2 separate regions of the Gossypium raimondii genome follow, and region 1 is linked to region 2. The links are chromatin contacts, called in public Hi-C maps. All regions are on one chromosome and are shown on one strand. The core of a region is the stretch at or near the end of the contact, and the rest is flanking DNA. Distances in the headings are between cores, read along the strand shown.

The links. A called contact is a pair of places that touch in the nucleus more often than the background predicts.
Region 1: a contact with region 2 is called in a Hi-C map of leaf, with 2.9 times the contacts expected there. The contact joins the promoter of LOC105773237 here to the promoter of LOC105773315 in region 2. A contact is called at or near these places in 2 of 2 Hi-C or Micro-C datasets (both in leaf).

The regions. Positions count from the first base shown.
Region 1 is chr6:46,908,119-46,912,419 of ASM2569854v1, reverse strand. LOC105773237 (ornithine aminotransferase, mitochondrial) reads right to left here and starts at 1,582. Exons shown (of 11, transcript XM_012594959.2): 1 at 1,448-1,582; 2 at 850-1,348; 3 at 106-214. The coding sequence starts at 1,004.
Region 2 is chr6:46,598,280-46,602,961 of ASM2569854v1, reverse strand. It overlaps LOC105773315 (cullin-4), which reads right to left and starts at 3,259. Exons shown (of 17, transcript XM_012595089.2): 1 at 2,733-3,259; 2 at 1,511-1,626; 3 at 1,066-1,412; 4 at 50-230. The coding sequence starts at 3,051.

The sequences.
Region 1 (4,301 bases), core at 333-2,832, 310 kb before region 2:
CTGAATTCTAGTGAATAACAGAAGGAACAAATGGATTAATAAGACAAAGTAAAGAGGCACCTACAGGTGTAGGGATTACTACAACACAAATTACACTGTTTATACCTGATTAACAGCTGAGTAAGCTGATAGAAAATCCAGATATTTCTTGCCTTCTGGATCCCATATGATTGATCCCTTTGCTTCAGAGAATACAACAGGAACTGGGTGGTAACTGTACTTGAACAAGAAAAGTAATTTTGCTTACTCTATCCTTGAAAAAATAAAGGCAATGGAATCAAATTACAAATGAAAAGGCAACTACAGAGACCATAAAAAATATCCTCCATGGAAAAGTTTCGTGATTTCCAATTCTCCACATTGAAACTCAATCAAAGGTCCTCAACAAAATCCATTAATCTAATAGGTTGAGTCTACATATTAGGGCATGGTCTAATTATATCAACAAAACCTGAATACAGAAATTAAAAAATTTCACCCTATTGAACTTGGACACAGCAACAGATACTCCATCATTCTAACAGGAAAGATCAATTGAACCCATTTATATTATCAAAGAAAAATTCTCACATAATCCATCATTCTAACAGGAGCGATCAACAAAGACTAAAGCTTGAAGCTAACAAAGCAAAACGAAAACCACAAATACTAATTATAATAAATATGTTTCCGATAAACGTAAGCAAAACCGAAAACATGAATACAAGTGATAGTAGATGCTTTTCAGATCAAAGAACCGAAACCCAGAACCCAAAACAAGAAGAAAAAAACTGAATTGCCAGAAGAAGAGAAAGATTAAGCCCAGAGATTAAGGATGAATCAAATGAAAAAAGAGAGAAAAGAACTAACTTGTGGGCACTATATTCGTATTCAAGGTTGATGAGATGGTTAGAAGAGGAAGAAGAAGAAGAAGAGCTGCCTTCAGCCAGAACACCATAGGTCCTCTTGCTTGTTCGGCTCACTCTGCTTAGCAAAGACAGTAAGGGTTTCCTCGTTGCCGCCATTTCCGGGTGACACCAACAGGTTTGTTATCGTTTTTCTCTCTCCTTCGGACTTGGAGGGTTATATTAGATAATGGTGTTTTATATTACGATGCACAGAAAAATGGGAAGTTTTTTCTCCTCTGTTTTCCGGCATAAATTCTTTTGTATCCGCAAGCTGAGTGTGTCAACCGCACGCATGTCTCTTCCAAATCCAAATCCCAATGTCTCAATTATCTAATAATACCCCGAGCTTTGCACGAAACCGACAAAAACTTCCCATTCTTTTGTTTAGAAAAACTCAATTACACTTTTCAAGATAATTTCTCCTTTTTCGTGTTCCAGATGGTAGAAGATCATACAAACAACTGAATAAAAACAATAAAAACTTGTATTATTATAATCATGGCATTAACGAGTTATTATTATATTTAGAAAGGAAACGAAGATAAGGGAAATATGCCAACCTTGGAGTCGATTACACGTAAGATTCCATCCAATTCCAAAATAATCCGATTTGCCGCACCTATCAAACTCTTTTATTGATACAAGTAACCGGTAGAGTTAACCAATCATATAATACTGTGCTGAGTGGCTGACCCCTCAACTTATGGCTTTGAGATCTGGGTTCGGAAATCATAAAATATTTTAAATTGTAATAGTTTTAGTTTATATTTTTATAATTTTAAAAAAATTAAATTAAATTATTATTATTTTAGAAGGATTTAAAATATAATTTTATTTTTACTATTTTAAAACTTTTAAAATGCCTAAATGAAAAAATTTTATTTTAAAAGGGCCGACCCCCTGCTAGCCCCCTAGTGTTTATGTTTAACCAAAAAATTTACACCAAGTAATTTATTCTACCAAAAGATAATTATACAACGAAAATTATTATCCATAAATTAACTCACAAAACTACAGCGACAAAAGAGTTAATTCATGCAAAAGGCAAAAGTGAGAGAAAAAATATTATTGCTAAAGACAATGATATTTGAATTGGATTGGATCGAAAACCCATTGAATTATCGATTCAGAGAATGATATTGGACTAATTATAGTGGGCATTGATACAAACCAACTAAATTAGCTAAAAAATAGGGTTTTTCTTTTCAATATTTTCATTTTTAGTTTTTTAATCAAAGTACCCTGACCAATCTATAAACATTGGCTAAATGTGTCAACCATAGGGACTGAAAATTTGCACGCTGATAAAAGATGCTTATAGTGATGAAATTCAATTCATCGATAAAGCATCTACCAAAAGTGACGCAAGTTTACTCATTGACAAAAACGGCTTCACTGACATAAATTAATTCACCACAAGAAAGTAAAGTGACGTAAAGATGAATTCCTAAATAAAAAGTTCTACAATGACGAATCGTTATTTATCACCAAATTGTTGACTGTAGTGACAACAATTTAATCATACCATTAAAAAGTAATTGCAAAGACAAAACAAGGGTGCCTCGCATTTTGGACAAATCAAGAGCCAAAACAGAGGCGCCGTCACGACGGAGATCCACGTGACGCTGCAATGACACGAAGCCAATTGGAGACACGAAGTAGACGATGTCTTGATGACGCGACACCTGACGTCATGACAATGACGATGTCATGACGAGAAGTGTTGGGACGTTGCGACGTGATGACGTGTTCCCACGATAATCGGGTTTCTTCTCCTAGTTAAACTCTAATTATTTTCCCTAATCAAATTTTGATTAATCTAGGATATTTTAGTCATATTTGACCTCCGAATTTGGTCTACAAAATGGCCTTTAGTAATCCTAGAATAGGTGATGAAAAATATAACATAACACAATTAAGAAATAACTTTAACAGAGTTTTAAGAGAATTTTGTGTTTTAGTCGGAGGGTTTTGTATTCGGCATTCAGGGTTTGTTTTTTATTATCTCTATCTTGTACTTTTCAGATTACTTTCTCATTAGTGAAGTCTCCTTTTGGCCTTGATTTTTTATCTTGTTATTTGAGAGCTTTCCACGTAAATATTTGTTTGTTTGATTTTCTCTATTTTGTTGTTCATTATTTATACGGGTCGATCCCCAACATCTTGGTCCTAAAAAAATATTTGGTCTATATTGGTACTTGAACTAAGATTTCATCAAACAATTTAGTCCTTTTCTTGTAACGTCGTTAAGTGGTGATGATGTGACACTTTAAGATTATATCATGCCATCATTTGAATTTTTTTAAAAAGCTATCGGAAAACTACAAAATTATAAAAAAACTATTAAAGATTATAAAATAAAAAGAGTTATAAATGAATTACAAAAAAAGAAGAAGAGGTTAGATTGTTAGATTTCCTAGTTTAGGGGTTTTTAATGTGTGGGTGATGAAATGTAACCTAATTAGACTACCTAAATTAAATTTGATTTTCATAGTAGAAAGAATGAATGGAAGCTTACTGAATATGATACAATTTATGAAAAATTATTCATAATCATCACTTTTCTATAATATACACTACAAAGGGCTTGCTACATGTTGAGTTAAGTTCAGAATAGGCTGCACCAAGGATTTTGCAAGTGTTGCGGAATGACAATGAAACCCAAACTTAACTATTTAAGGATACTTGGTGGACTAAGGACTTACTTGAATTTATGGCCGAATGTTGAAGGGATGCTTAAATTTTCTTTCTTTCCTTCTTTAATAGAAAATGGTGGAAGAAGAAGATGAATGAATTTCCTCTTTCCATCCACTTAAAATTATATATATAGAATAAATAGTTAATTAAACGTAATTAATTATCATTACTTTTTTTTATCTAATCTTATTTACATCTCTTTAATCATAATTTTATTAAATAAATGGTTATTATCATCATTCTCCACTAACTTTATAATAACGATGGTTTAATAATGATTTTGGTCCTTTGGATAATTGCTATCTAGGGCCTTAAGCTTTTTCCAAATTAAAATTTCATAGTGATTGGACATTTACAATTTAATCCCCGAGCTTTAATTAGCTAACTTCTTGGTTAAATTACTTAACTGAACTTCAATATATTTTCATACCAACTTCATAAATCCTTATATTTTGTCCTTACGGACACAGTTTACAAAAATAAGATTCTGAAACCGTATTTCTTAACACAACTGAAATCTGGGTCGTTACATAAGTCCTTTAGGCCACCTAAAGTTGAAAGGAAGATAACCAAGAAGTCTAAAGACTTATCTAAGTCTAAGTGTTTTTTCTGCAATAAGAAAAAGACACTTCAAGGCTAACTGCAAAGAGTGGAAGGATTACTTAGCAATTAAAGGCAAATGTTTCAATTTTTTTATTATTATTTTTTTAGAGTTTT
Region 2 (4,682 bases), core at 2,010-4,509:
ACCACAGCACCAGTCACTGCTAATTGCAAACATAAAATATGAAAAGCACCTCTACATGCTTCAGGTAATCTGGAACATCAGATTGCTGCATGTATTTCATTCCTTCGGCTGCATAAAACTCAGATGTGCACTCCAGGAATGGCTTCTCAAAGCTTTCAGAGTAAATACCTAAAGCAGTAAACATCTTCAAAAGATGGTTAAGGAGAGTCCTATCAACCGCTTCACCTAACCTGCATGATCAAAAACAGAAAAGCAGTGGGTGGGTTCCAAGATGCATATTCAATAAACACGGGAACATCAGAATTGAGCATCTGACATCATTCACAAACTTAGGTAGCTAACTCAAAATAACAAGGGAAGATGTATGAGATTTAAAAGCAATAAAGCAACATGACAATGAATTCCCCAACAATTTCTGGATTTTTCACAAAATAATTGTATCTAAAGATGATTAAAATGAGCTACAAAGAAAATGATTGACAGTAAGCTACAGTTCAATTGATCAGACATTCTAACCAGCCCTTCAAGAGACTTCTTTCCACAATAGAAATATGTTACCACCTCTTTCTAGCCTTTTCCAGGTAACTAGAATCTTATGAAATAGGCTGGTAAAACCATAGAAGTAAACCAAAGAAGGGAATAAGGACATTAAAACAACTTATGAGTTAATTCAACTTGACTGATACTCAACATGTTGCAGGTTGACTTTTTCAACTTTTACCACCACTAATTCTTGTGCAGAAAATACAGCCTGATATCAATTTGGTTTGAAGACATTTAAAACAAGTTGAACATAGCATTAATTTATCTAGTACACTTTCATCTGCCAGTACAATAGCAACCAATGGGTATTTATTTTCAAATTAATATTCGTTTCACCCAAGACACCAAAAGATGGATGGTTCATCCTTAAGTTTTGCAACACCTAATGATACCCAATTTGTTACAACATCCATCTATAACTATCATGCATCTTTGGCATAGGTTAGGTTGAGACTTTGAACATGAAAAAAGGGACTACGATAAAGGAGCTGTATATTTTAAATTAAAATTCATTAGAATTACCTCTCACCCTCAATCATTCTCAAAAGACCCGTGACAGTTTTGTGCTCAACTTCAGGAGCCATGGAAAGATGTTTACGGAAGAGCTGCAAGCCCATGTCCCACAATGAACGTACATTCGGGGTTTGTTTAACATATGTTCTGTCTAGATACAAGGCTATACTACGAATCATTAACATTTGATCACAAAGATCTTGCCAACATTTCTCAACAAGTGATAAGAAAACAACCAAATCTGGGCTTTGCCCAACCAAAGATCTTAGTGCTGTAGATATATGTTCTTCACACTCTTTTTCAATGCGTTGATAAAGGCTTCCCCCCATCTTGTGCAGGCACAGATCATTGACAGCCTGAAGAGAGCATGTTCAATTATCAAGAGGCAATATTGCTAACATTGCAAATGGCTATAATAATCAAAATAGAGAAAAGAAGAATATGTGAGACTTGCCTGGTAAAGCTTCTCTAAGTCACAAGAATCTGGTCGCTTCAAAAATATGGCAGTAATGGCTGACTTCAGCGTTGCCCATGTCTCCACCTCAAAATTTGTAGGCAATGTTGGTTTTGCTGAAAAAACCAAGACAAGAAGTTAAAGTTGTATCAGAAACCTTCCTGAATATGGTCCTAAATAGCCTTCTTGTAAGCAATGCCCTTCTAGTTTCCTACAATTAGTACACATAAACCACATAGAATCGGATGTAATTTGATTTGAAAATATAAAACAAATTTCAATCCTCATTACACTTCCTCTCAAATAAACTTACTAATAATAGTCACCAGCTAAATAAAATCCATTTTCAGTTGTTTAGGAAGAACTGGTTATACTTATGCAAGTATGCATCATAGATGCTTACAGAAAATAGTCTAAAAGGGGACAGTAATGAACTTTTCAAAAAGCTCAGGGGTTTCAGAGGATAGCTCCAAACCACATTCACGCAACATGATCCCTTGATAAATTAACAGAGAAGGCCAAACTGAAAAACCATCCAAAAAGGAAGTAAAGATCGCTCAAAGCTTTCAAGTAGAGCTACATAAGTAGTAGTCCCGCATCTCAAAGGTAAAAAAACATAAAATGTAACAAGGATTTTGCTAACCAGTGTCCTGATGGCACTCTTTGAGGTTAATATATATAGTAACATCTTTCATCAAAAGCACTGAAAATGATGAAACTATCCTAAAGGCACTCATTTAACAAAACCCTTTAAACTAACAAATCAAGCAGGACCCTGACCTAGTTTAACATGAATAATCTTGCCTCCCAAAAATCGATGTCAATTTCAAATTATAATAAATAAAGGGTAAAATCTTAGCAAATGGTTGAAATCGTGACCGCATTACACTGGAAAAAATGAACAGTTCTGATGATCAGCTAATAGACCTCTATGAAACCTTAGGTAGAAGCTAGGATAGGATTGAAAGCACTAGCCTACGAATAGATCTCAGTAAGACAAAAAACAATAAAATGATTTAACCCGTAGCAAGGTCCTAATTTCTAAATTCACCTCCTATAATCCCTAATTTTTCATTCCAAAAGCGACCCAACAAACAAAGTCACTAAAATTCTAAGACCAAACTCTCAAATCAACTAAATAGGGCAACTTTACAAATGACCCAGAAAATAAATTTCACAAAAAAGAAAAAAGAAGAGAGAAATCAAGAAAAAAGAACCCAACCTTTAACGAGTTTGATGACAAGCTTTTTGGCAGGTTGAGGAGGGGTAGCCTTTTTGCGAGACAAATTAGCGGCGGCGGGAGTACGAGCATCGGCGGACTTGGAATCATCGTGGAGGGGCATAGATGAAGGGTCAAAAAGGACGTTGTTATCGTCTTGGTTGTTATGGTGATGATGGAGGCCGTTTCTGTTTGGGTCGAGGGAGCAAGCAACGGCTTGGGACTTGGCTTTCTTCATTGGAGGTTGGAAATGAGGCGAGGAAGAAGAAGAAGAAGAAGCAGTGACGTTGGTTATAGAGCGTTTGGTGGGGGGGAGAGACATGAAAGTGATCAACAGAGCATTGTAAAATCTTCAGCTCCTTCGCTTCCTTTTGATTTGGGATAATGTTGCCTTAATAATGCCTTATACACACAGGAAAAAGAAGGAAGATTTGAGAAGGCAGCACAGCAAAGCAGCAAAAGATAAAAATTTGTGAGTGAGAGAGGAAGAGAGAGAAAGATTATAATAAAAAATGGTTTTCTTTTTCTTTTTTTCTTTTGTAGGTTTTATTTATTTTTCTTTTAAGCGAAAGAAACAGGTCTGCTTTTTTTTTTTTTTTTTTTAGTTTTGATGGTTTGGTGGTGCAGGCTTAATATTGTTCCTTTTTTTTTTTAATTCTAAATATTCGGGATTTATTGTGGCTGTCTCTTCCAATTAATACCTACTAAGTACAACCTGCAATTCTTTTTCCAGCTTAATGGTTTTGATTAGTTTAAATAAAATTATATTAGGTAAAAATATATTTTGTTAATTGTACTTAAAGAATCTAAACTTTTTTTATCCAATTAGATACCTAAATTTGGTCTTAAGATTCAATTTGGTACTTAAAGTTTTTTTTCTAATGCAATTAAGCATCTAAACTTGGCTTTCTAGTTCAAATTACCACCTAAATTTGGCTTCATAGTTTAAACTGACTCAAATGAGTCATTTACCGTAACTACTGATTTGGATCAAAAAGTCATATTTAAGTACCAATTTGAACCAAAATCTCAAATTTAGGTATCTAATTATATAAAAGAAAAACTTTAAGTACCAAATTGGACATTAAAGCCAAGTTCAAACATCTAATTGGACAAAAAAAAAGTTTAGGTACCAAATTGAACCATAAAGCCAAGTTCAAGTATCAAAATATATTTTCTCATTATATTATGACACAAATCTATATCTATAATTATAATATATATAAAGGCACGAGTTTGGAAAAACTTTTAAACTAACGGTAATAGCCTTTATTTTCCACCATATTACTAAATTCACATTTAAAAATACTTATAATATTTAATTTAGAATTATAGTTTTAAAAGTTGAAATAAAATAGAAGACTGATAAGTACACATTTAAAAACAATTATAATTTAATAGAAATTATGATAATTACATATTTAAAAATAATTACAATTTAAATTACAATTATTAACTAAAAATTGTACTAATTTTAAAATAGAGTTACTACTTGAATAGAACTCTAAGCATGAAATATAGAAAAAAAAATTGTGATAATTATAAAGGCTAAATGCTCAAATTAGGTTTCAACCTTTTAGAGGTTGCTCACGTAAAGGTCAAACCTTTCGAAATGCTCATATAAAAGTCTAACATTTATAAAAATGTTAAAATAAGGACTTTTCATGCACTTCAATCCAATTTGAGTAAGAATTAGGTGAATTATAATGTATTTAGAATAAAATACATGATAGTTGAATCAAATATTGCTTGAAAATAAAAAAAATAAAAACATAATTTGAGATCTGATATACGAAATATGAGAAGCCCTTATTTGAGTACTTTCAAAAAAGTTTGGCTTTTATTTGAGCACTTTCAAAAACTTTTGTCCCTTATTTGAGCACTTTGAAAGGTTTGGCTTTCAATTGAGTATTTTTGTAAATGTTAGACCCTTATATGAGCATTTTGAAAGGT